2 separate regions of the Sus scrofa genome follow, and region 2 is linked to region 1. Evidence: chromatin contacts called from public Hi-C data. All regions are on one chromosome and are shown on one strand. The core of a region is the stretch at or near the end of the contact, and the rest is flanking DNA. Distances in the headings are between cores, read along the strand shown. Region 1 overlaps ACOX3 (peroxisomal acyl-coenzyme A oxidase 3). Region 2 has its middle 13 kb from the start of HTRA3.

Region 1 (4,974 bases), core at 820-3,319:
GCGATGCACCTCACAGCATTGCTAGGAAGCAGGTACCGCCCCACTCCCACTTCGCAGACCAGGAAGCTCAGCTTGGCAGAAGTGCTTCCCCCACTCGCATGCTGGGAAAAGCCCGGTGGGCTTGGAAGCCGGCCCCCTGACTCTGAGGGCCAGGCCTGAGCTGCTGGTCAGTGGTTCAGAGCTCAGCTGACTGCAGGTGCGTGTCGTGATGGCGCTGTCCCAGGCGGGGCTGCCTTGCCAGGTCTGCACCAGCTAATGCCGTAGCCGAAACGGATGTGCGCTGCTTTCCTGGAAAAAGGAGATGAAGGCAGTGTGATTTAATCCTGAAAAGTCCCTGTGGTTAAAAAGGAGAGAGTAGGAGTATGGAGAGTGTGGTGTCAGTTCCGAGCCTGCAGCGCCTGAGCACATCTGGGGGTGTCGCCAGGGTTCGCCGTGATGGCGTGCTGCTGTTGAGTAGGTCGGGGCGCACACCAGGGCCAGCCTGTCTGGGGTGTGACTTATCGGCTGTGTGACTTGTTTTATCCCTGGGGTCCAGGGATCAAAGCGACGCATTGAGGGCTCTCAGCTTAGAGCCTGGCCCGGGGGTGCTCCCTCCTGCCTTCCTCCTCCCATGACCCCCCTGTCCCCGGCTCTCACCCTCCAAAGCCAAGGGCACACACACCACTGTGTGTGTGAGAGGGAGGGGGCGAGGCCGCTCTGAGGGCCCCAGGCAGGACCTTGCGCAGGGACACAGGACAGGTGCCCTGGTGGCATCAGAAGCCCAGCAGCGTCTGGGATTGGACCCGCCAGACTGGCACAAGGCTGGGAGGCAGCCTGCCCCCTGGCTTTTCTCCTGAGGCCGCAGGGTCTCTGGCAGGCCCTCCGAGAGCCTAGGCCTCAGAGGGCCCGAGTTTGCTCTGGAAGTCCAGCGCAGGCCTTGCCATCAGACGCACCCCCTGGGTGGGGGGCCTCCCTGCCTCCCCCGGGGCGCCCGCCGGCCCTGCTCTCCGGATTCTGGCTGGTGTTTTGGGGCAGAGTCATGGGGCCCTGGATGGGGCTTCTCCCTCCCCGGCCCCGACACCACCGTCCTGGGTTATTTTTTAGTTTCAAAGGCCACACATTTTCATGGCAACAGATCAGCCCTGCATATGTAACTGTTCTAATGAGAAACTGGCAAAGCGGAAAATCAGAGGCAGGGAAAGAAAAGCTGACAAGCACAGCGACTGGCTGCAGGCGTTTTGGATGTTGGTTAACAAAGAAAAAATCGGGACCAAAGATCCGTGACGGCTTCCTGCTCCCACAGACGGAGCCAGCATCCGGGCGCGCGCGAGGCCTCCGCCGGGAGCGGCCTCACTTCTTGGTGCCCGCTCAGCCCTTCCCTCTGGTTTCCGGGTGCGCAGTGAGCCGGGGAGAACCGCTGCTTTGCTAGAAACGTGGGGAGCGGGGCGTCCCTTTCAGGGTCACGGGAGCCGTCCCAAGCGCCTGTTCGGGGACGGGGTGCAGAATAAAACTGACCTTGTGCCTACTCACCCCCTGGGGCGCCAGCCGCTCTGTCTGTGCCCTTGCTGCCGGGCCACCTCGCGCGTCCAGACGGGTCGAAGCCGAGCCTGGTGGCTGGGCCCTGCGGTCCCGCGTGGCTGCGGCCAGGGCGTGTTCTCCTGCAGGCCGTCCCCTGTGCTTCCTCGGGTGCTGTCCCTGCCTCGCTTGGAGTCCCTGGCCCGCAGGCCTGGGTGCGTCTGGATGCCTGTGTCCCCGAGGGGCGCCGTGACGGTCCCCTGTGCTCTGTTGAAGGTGTACTACTGCCGCTCCCTGGCCCTGGCGTACCTGGAGCTCACGGTCGTGCGAATGTTCCACCAGTTCACGCACCAGCCCCACGTGCCGCCCCCGCTGCAGCCGGTGCTCCGGCGGCTCAGCGCCCTCTACGCCCTGTGGTCCCTGAACCAGCACACGGCCCTGCTCTACCGCGGTGAGCCCCCGGCCCTTTCCCCGGGAGGCTCTGCTCTTCCTGGCGTGGCGCCCCTTCCGGCCCGGCTGCTGAGCCGAGTGAGCCTCGGGCCGTCGAACCCGGGACCTCTGAGCAGTGTCAGGAGGGCGCCCAGAGGGCTGAGCCCAGGCTGCCGGGGCGCCCCCCCAGCAGTGCCCAGACAGGGGGCCCCCGGGGGAGGGCTTCCTGGAGGAGGTGATGAGTAGGCCGATTCCTGGAAGATGAGTGGGAAGAGGGTAGGCCTTGGTGTCTCAGTCTTTATTTAATGAACCTTTGTTTAACTTATTAGCCCCCAAGAAGCCTTTTGAGACAGTTTCTTCCTGCCCCCATGACGTGTTCCCACGCCAGCTCTTCTGTGTATCTGTCCACTTCCGGTGTGTGTATCTGGCTTGTGTGGGGGAGTTGTTTCCCTTCCCCTTTGCCAAGAACCCACGTGTAGCCCTGGGGCTGGTTTGCCGAGGGCTCCCGGCAGGCAGAGGAAGTAGCTCCGTGCTGCTCCCCAGCCCAGCCGCCCAGGGCCCTGCTGTCCCGGCTCCTCCTCTGGAGGGAGCCCCGCCCCCGCCCGCCCCCACCTCTGCCTAGCCACGCCCCCCGCCTCTGCCGAGCCCCGCCCCCCGCCTCTGCCGAGCCCCCCCCACTGTGGGCGCCCCGCAGGCACCCTTCCCTACGCCTGGGCCCCGGGGCCTCTGCGTCCCTAGCTCCCAGCCCTGACCTCCCAGCCTGTGTCAGTGAAGCGGCAGGAAGGGGCTGGGCAGCCAAGGGGGCTCAGTGGGGCTCCGGCAGCGGTAGCCAGACAGTTTCACACAAAATGGGCCTTTTCAGATAAGCTGTTGCAGGATGTTGCTGTTTGTGGGTGATTTGGGGGTGAGGGACCAGACCCCAGGGTCACTGACGCTCTGCTTCCAGGTGGCTACTTTTCTGGGGAGCAAGCGGGTAAAATGGTGGAGAACGCCATCCTGACCCTGTGTGCCCAGGTGAGTTGTCATCCCTCGCATCGTCTGGGATTATTCGTCTGTTCCTCCGTGTCGCCTGCGCGTTGGTGTTCCCTGGCCTTGGCTTCCTGCTCGCTCCTGGGCCCGCCACGGTGAGCGGAGACGGGAACGTGACAGGGGAATGTGCTCTTGTCAAAAATTTCAGGAAGGGTCCCTTTCGGGGACTGTCCCAGCGTCTGCACACTTTCACTCTCTGCTCCCTCAGGGCTGTGGATGATTCGAGCATTTCAAGTCAGCCTCCAACTTAGGTCCATTTCCTGGTATTTCACTTTTTTATCGCATCCTCCTCACTTGGTTACCCCAAAAAGTCGGACGGCCCAGCCCCACGCTGTGTCCTGGTGGCACCCTGCCTCCGGGACTTTCTACGGGGCTGGGCTGTCCCGTGCGGCCACCACTGGCCTCCAGGGCTGTTGGCAGTGGCATCGTGGTGGGCGACTGAGGAGGGGCTGTTGGCAGGGGCACCGTGGCGGGGTGACTGAGGAGTCTTAGTTTTCTTTACCATTAAACTGTCACACGTGTCTTGGCTGCCGTATCCGGCACTGCAGCTGAAGCTTCCCTTTTTTTTCCCCCACACCCACAGCATGCAGAAGTCCCCCGGGCCAGGGATCAAACTGCGCCGCAGCAGGGACCTGAGCTGAGGCAGTGATGCCAGATCCTTAACCCAGTGGGCCACCAGGGGACTCCTGGAGGCTTGACTTTTGATGGGAAGATGAGAGTCAGAGCCCCCAGCATTGTATCACGATGGTGACAGGCCCGTCAGTGCTCTCCCGTGCTGGGGACAATGGCTTTCTGATTGTAGCTCAGCCTCTCTGAGGGCTCCTTTCCCGAGCGCCCGTCTGTCTCCACATGGGCTCCACGTAAGTGTACCTGAGGCTGCGTTGGCGCATCGCGGCCGGGCTTACTTAAAGTGAAACCAGGGACGAAACACCATGTGTTCCACGGTGGCCAGTTGCCTTTATGAGAAACCCAGCACTTGTTTCCGTCCTTCCCCCCCCCCCCACTTTTTAGGCCTGCACCTGTGGCGTGTGGAAGTTCCCAGGCTAGGGGTCAAGTCGGAGCTACAGCTGCCTATCCGATCCAAGGCACAGCCACAGCAGCGCAGGATCCGAGCCTCGTCTGCGACCTACACCACAGCTCACGGCCACCCCAGATCCTTAACCCACTGAGCGAGGCCAGGGATTGAACCTGCAACCTCATGGTTCCTAGTCAGGTTCATTCACCGCTGAGCCCCGAAGGAACACCGTTTCCGTTGCTCGTAAACGCACCTCCCGCCCCCTGGATCTGGAGGCGCTGGGAGGTGACGGGCTGGGAGGACGTGTGTGGATCCAGGTCCTCGTCCTGACTCGGGGAGGCGGGGCCACCGGGTAGAGGGCTCCGACTCCTCTCCTGGCCCAGCTGTTCCCTGCACCTTGTTCTGGGGGCGTCAGTGCCGTCTCGGAGGAGGTGAGCATGCGATGGCCCCTCAGTGGCCCACGAGGCCAGGCTGTTTCCTGTGGCCCCTCCCAGTAAACACTGGCCAACGCCTGGTCTCGTTTTGCTCTGCTGCCATTTCCACCTAAGGGGGGGCAGGCACGGCCCTTCCCACACCCCCCAACCAGGACCGCCCCCGCCTGGAGGAACAGCCTCCGAACCCCGGCGCTGGGCACCCTTCCTCTGTTCTTGTGGGTTTGTGACTCTGCTCCCCGATGGCTTTCACCTACATGGTTCCAGTCGCCCCTGTGCCATGGTTCTGGTCACTACAGCCATGGCGTCTCACAATTATTTTAAGAAAAACATTTTTTTTTTTTTTTTTTTGCATTTCAAGAAAATTCTTGGGAGTCTCCTCATAAATTCCATTTGTCATATTGAAGAATAGTTTGTATAATGGAAACGAAAGAGCCATAAAACTCCTGCGAACCAAAGCGCCTTCGAATGATGGCCTTTCCAGGTGCTCCTAGGGCCTCGTCTCTCTCTCATTCCTTCTGGACGTGTTTTCCTCTAATGAAACAGCCGCTGCCCAGATAAGTCAGGGTTCAGAGA
Region 2 (5,201 bases), core at 642-3,141, 82 kb after region 1:
TGTATTTTCTTCTCCGTGTTGTAGCTTTAGCTCGTAGGTTTAGATCTGTGACCCATTCGGGGCTAACGTTTGTGTATGGTGTGAGGTAGGGACCCAGCTTCACTCCTCTGCGTGTGGGTGCGATGGTCCCAGCATCATTTATTTAAGGCTATGATGGCTCTGCTCTCCCCACTGAAGGGACCTGCACCCTCTCCCCTCCCGCCCCCAGCCCACGGACAGCACCTTGTCCGTCGTTGGTCCTGCCATGTGCTGTGCCGGCTGCAGCAGTTCTGAGTCCCTCACCCTGGAGACGACAGGCTGACTTCATTTGTCCTCGGGGTTTCCTCCCCCTCCTTGGCAGGGAGGGGGGTGCTCAGATCTTAGTGTCCATTCTTCAGGAAGTCCCTGCAAATCTGAGTCTCTCTGTGTGTGTGTGTCTCTCTCTGTGTCTCTGTTCCTCTCTGTCTCTGTCTGTGTGTCTCCGTATGTCTCTCCGTGTGTATCTCTCTATCTCTCTGTGTTTCCCTGTCTCTGTCTATCTCTGTCTCTCTCTGAGTGTCTCTCTGTCTCTGTCTCTTTGTGGATCTCTTTGTTTTTCTGTCTAGCTCTGTGTCTCTATCTCCCTCTGTCTCTGTGTGTATCTCTCTCTCTGTCTCTCCGTCTCCTGTGCACACACACACACACACCTTCTCTGGTCTGTTGAGGGTGAGGTGCAGCCGTGCAGCTCTGACCCCTGTGTCCCCTTGTGCGCTAGGCACAGGGACACCCCTCCATCTCCACACAGATCCAAGTCCAGCTCAGCTGTGCCACAGGGATGCAGGATGGGGGCTGGGCAGGCAACCTCTTCTCTGGGGCAGACGAGTGTCACTGGGCTGATGGGCAGGGATCCCCCACCCCCACGCACACCTGCATATTCCTACTTGGCGGTGCTCTGCCTGTGGGCTGTTGGGTGGCTGTTGTATGTTGGGCGAGAGAGCCAAGGGGCAGAGGTGGTGCCTGCTCTCAGGGCACAGGCGCAGTGGTGGGCTGGCTGTCTCCCAGGACCAGATGCTGGGCAGAGCGTTTGGGGCTGGGGCTGGGCAGCCTGGGACTGGGTGCAGGTCCTGCCTCTCAGACCAGCTGGGCGGCCCTGGGGGCAGGCATGTCCCCGCCAGCTGGCGCTCAGCATACCCTGAACTTCCCACTCTGTGGAGGAGCCCACAGGTGGCTCTCTGTGGCCGGAGGGTGGGCAGGGGCCCTGCAGGAAACGTGGGAGGGAGAGATGGGCTCAGGTCAAAGATTCCAAGCCAGTGAGGGCTGCCGGGGGGCTGGGGGTGAGCTGCCATGTGTCCTTGGAGGGTGTGGGTGGAGGCGCCAGGCAGGGCTGAGAGAGGACAGTGCCCAGCAGGGCTGTGTCCCAGCAGTGCCAGTGTTGGGCTTCAGCACTTTTTTTTTTTTTGTCTTTTTAGGGCCACACCCGTAGCATGTGAGAGTTCCCAGGTTAGGGGTCAAATCGGAGCTGCAGCTGCCGGCCTACACCACAGCCGCAGCAACTCCAGATCCAAGCCACATCTGCGACCTACACCACAGCTCATGGCAATGCCGGATCCTTAACCCCCTGAGCCAGGCCAGGGATCGAATCTACATCCTCGTGGAGACTAGTTGGGCTCATTACCGCTAAGCCAAATGGGAACTTCTGGGCTCAGCACTTTTGGGCCACTTCGAGTGGCAGACACACTGCCCCTTTAACCTAAGCACCCAGTGTGGCGGGTCCGCTATAATTTCCACCCCACGGCCCGCGGTTCCCTGCCCCTGTGAGGCCCCAGTGCCCGCCCCTCCCTGGCCAGCTCCGTCACCCCCAGCCCTCCCGGACTTTGTGCAGACACAGCACTTGGGCTCCTGTCCTGGGTGACCTCACCCTGGAGGCATGGCCCTGCCTGCCCCCCTCCCCCTTCCCACTAAGGCTGGAGCTCAGTGCTGGGCCAGGCCAGGGAGCTTCCCCAGGGTGCCGCTCAGGCCGCCTCCTCTCCAGCTCCTGGGGCCCCCCCAGTCCCCAATCCTCTCCTTCCCGGTCCTGCCAGGCTCCGTGCAGTGACCTTCAGCCCGGGGACCGAGGCGGGTGGCAGTGGCTCAGCATCTTGTATGTACTTGATCCCCTGAACCCTCCGCCTAAAAATGATTGAAAGGCTTCATTTTACGTTACGGCTATTGGACCACAATTTAAAACCCCAAATCTCCTTTACCAACAATAAAGGGCCTCACCCCATGACCAGCATCAGCCCCTATCGTCCTGTTTCTGGCTCCCAGAAGGCCAGCCTCCCGGGGACAAAGGCTAGCTTTTCGCTTTGTCCCCACAGACCAGAGAAGCAGAGCTTGGCAGGATCTCGGAAGGCAGCTGCCTCTGGCGTGCAGGTGGGAGGCTGAGACCCAGGGAGGGCGTGAAGCCTGCCTGAATGGAGAGCCAGCCAGTGGCTCGGTGGCAATGCCAACTCGCAGCTCAGAGCACGGCAGCCCTACGGCCACCACCCCAAGGGCCACCCCCTCAGGCCAGCCGCTGGATGCACAGGAACAAAGCAGACAGGAGCCCTGCCCTCGAGGAGGTGGGGGCCAGGAACATTTATTGGGCACCACTGCATACACCAAGACAGGCAAAGAGGGCAGGTTTCCCGTCTCCATTGGCCAGAGTCTGCGTTGGAAAGTGTCCTTGAGGCCTGATGCCTCTTCACAGCCCTGCTGCTCACCAGCCCCCCGCCTGGAGCCACCATCTGACTGTCCGAGAGGCCATCTCCTCACCCGGAAATGAGAGTGACCCGGCTGGCCTCACCCAGTGGGGCCGAGGCAGGAGGGAGGTGGGCCCCGGGGCTGAGACCGGCTGGGACTTGTCAGGCCGCGTATGTTGGGCCCCGCTTCCCTGACACATCAGGGAGGAAGTTAATGGCAGGAGCTGAACTCTCTTGGAGCAGCAGAAAAATACAATGACCATTTCAATTCGTCCCCGGGTCAAGGAGACCTCCCCAACTACACATGCGCAGAGAGTCTCCTAGGGGTCAAGAGGGAGGGGGCGCCAGCATCCTCTGTTACCAGCATCCTTTGCTCTGGCATCCGTCTTGGCCACAGTGCGCGGCCTGGGTCCGGTCAGGTGTGAGAAACGAAACGAGATGACTGGGCAAAGGACAACCAAGACCCGGAAGAGCTGTGCTGTGAAAGCAGTTTAAGTCACCTCCCTGGCACGCTTCTCATCCCGGGGGACGCCGGCACCCGCCCTCCTCTTTGGGGTGTGTGTCCCTGTCCTGCTTCTGCCTTAGATGACCAGACCGCGTCTCCGTGCGCTCCCCCACGTGTTGTCCTGTCCCTAACATCAAACGTTGTACCTGTTTTTATACTCGTTTGTCTCCTGGAAACATTCTTGCTTTCGACAGGGAGCAAGAAGCAGGGCAATTCTGCTTCTAGCCTCCAGCTGGCTAGTCGCCAGGAGGCCTGGTTTTCACCCAGGCTGCCCAGGTTCCCCTCCTGAGCAGAGAATTCAGATCTGGCTTCAAGCCATCACGCACGGCGGTCTCTCCGAGATCAGGGCCAAGGGTGACCGGCGTGGTGGTCCCCGCAGTGCCACCCAGACAGGGCTCAGTCAGCCTCGCTCACGGCCTTCCGGCTGCAGCTCCTCAACATCCTGCGTCACCCCACTGGGTCCCCATCCTCCTGGGCTCCCTGTCCCTGCACCCTCGGGAAATGCCTGGCTGATGCTGTCGCCCCCAACGAGCTGACACAGGGCTCACTCAGGCGGTGTCCAGCCCTCAGCCACGGCCCCGGGCCGGGAGGGAGGCGATGGGCCCTCTCTCTATTTCTGCCTCTCTTTCAAATGGGAAAAAGAAGTGTTCTCACGATGCAACTCAGTTCTTATTCATGTTATTCTTGCTACGGATTGCTTCTGGTAGTAAAATATTGTGACGGATAATTTAGGAAGTAGCCAAGATTTTGCAGAGATTTTTAAAAGCCACCCCCTCACAGTCGGTTGGATGGTGGCCCCGAAAAAGCTCTGCCCACGTCTTAACCCCCAGAGCCTGTGACTGTGAGTTTCATTATTTGGAAATAGGGTCTTTTCTGGTGCAATTAGGATAAGAATTTTTTTTTTTTTTTGCTTTTCTAGGGCCGCTCCCGCAGCATAGGGAGGTTCCCAGGCTAGGGGGCTAATTGGAGCTGTAGCTGCCAGCCTACGCCAGAGCCACAGCAACTCGGGATCCAAGCCGCGTCTGCGACCTACACCACAGCTCACGGCAACGCTGGATCGTTAACCCACTGAGCAAGGGCAGGGACCGAACCCGCAACCTTATGATTCCTAGTCAGATTCGTTAACCACTGAGCCACGACAGGAACTCCTAGGATAAGAATCTTGAGATAAATGCACCCGCAAGAGACGTATGCAGAGGAGGCAGAGACCGGGGTGATGGGGCCACAGGCCAAGAACACCTGGACCCCTCACCCCACCCCGCCAAAGTGGAGGGGACAGGAAGACCCTCCCCTGAGCCTCCGCAGGGGCCTGTGGCTGCTCTGCTTGGACTTCTGGCGCTCGGGGAGGCAGGAGGACCCATTTCTATGACGTCCGCAGGATGGCGGGGCTTCACGGCAGGCCCGGGAAGGGAAGGTCGGCCCCAACCCAGGCCGTCAGGGTGGGTCCTTGCTGACACATGGGGGGCTGTGCTCTGGCCTCAGTCCTGCGACGTGTGCATGTGTGCCAGCTGGAGATGTTGTGAACGGCTTACGGACAGACCTGGCAGTAGCGTCATTTTAAAAAACACAATTTCCTGACAATTTTCTCATTTATTTTCACAGAATTCACTTTTTTCTTTTTTTTTAAAGCAATTTTTTTTTTTGCTCTACTAAATTTCTTTTTTTTTTAATACTTATTTCCCCAATATATTTGTTTTTCTACTGTACAGCGTGGTGACCCAGTTACACACACGTACACATGCTATTTTCACACATTGTCAGGCTCCATCATAAGTGACTACACATAGTTCCCAGCGCTACGCAGCAGGATCTCATTTCTCATCCATTCCAAAGGCAACAGTTTGCATCTGTGAACCCCAAGCTCCCCAACCACCCCACTCCCTCCCCCTCCCCCTTGGCAACCACAAGTCTATTCGCCAAGTTCGTGAAAAATTCCCTTTTTTTCTGATTACAAAATACACGTGCACGTCCCAAAAGCTGAAGAGCACAGAGACGTGCTCGTAGGAAATACGGATTTC

Evidence for each region. Hi-C and Micro-C count contacts between places; a contact is called where the count stands out from the background.
Region 2: a contact with region 1 is called in a Hi-C map of omental adipose tissue, with 1.8 times the contacts expected there. The contact joins two enhancer-like sites. A contact is called at or near these places in 2 of 5 promoter capture datasets (fetal skeletal muscle and liver), 18 of 47 Hi-C or Micro-C datasets (alveolar macrophages, brain, embryonic fibroblasts and 9 more) and 1 of 2 datasets of contacts at active chromatin or transcription factors (skeletal muscle).

What each region holds. Positions count from the first base shown.
Region 1 is chr8:2,747,907-2,752,880 of Sscrofa11.1, forward strand. ACOX3 (peroxisomal acyl-coenzyme A oxidase 3) reads left to right here. Exons shown (of 20, transcript XR_002346548.1): 15 at 1,771-1,945; 16 at 2,870-2,937; 17 at 3,101-3,215; 18 at 3,536-3,812. Among named protein-coding and RNA genes, the nearest start is that of ACOX3, 33 kb to the left of the region's middle. Within about 2 kb of position 2,070, at least 21 of the 83 cell types and tissues checked have an H3K27ac peak or open chromatin away from gene starts, as enhancers often do. A contact at or near this core is called in omental adipose tissue, where this site is marked.
Region 2 is chr8:2,830,165-2,835,365 of Sscrofa11.1, forward strand. No RefSeq gene overlaps it. Among named protein-coding and RNA genes, the nearest start is that of HTRA3, 13 kb to the left of the region's middle. Within about 2 kb of position 1,892, at least 4 of the 83 cell types and tissues checked have an H3K27ac peak or open chromatin away from gene starts, as enhancers often do. A contact at or near this core is called in omental adipose tissue, where this site is marked.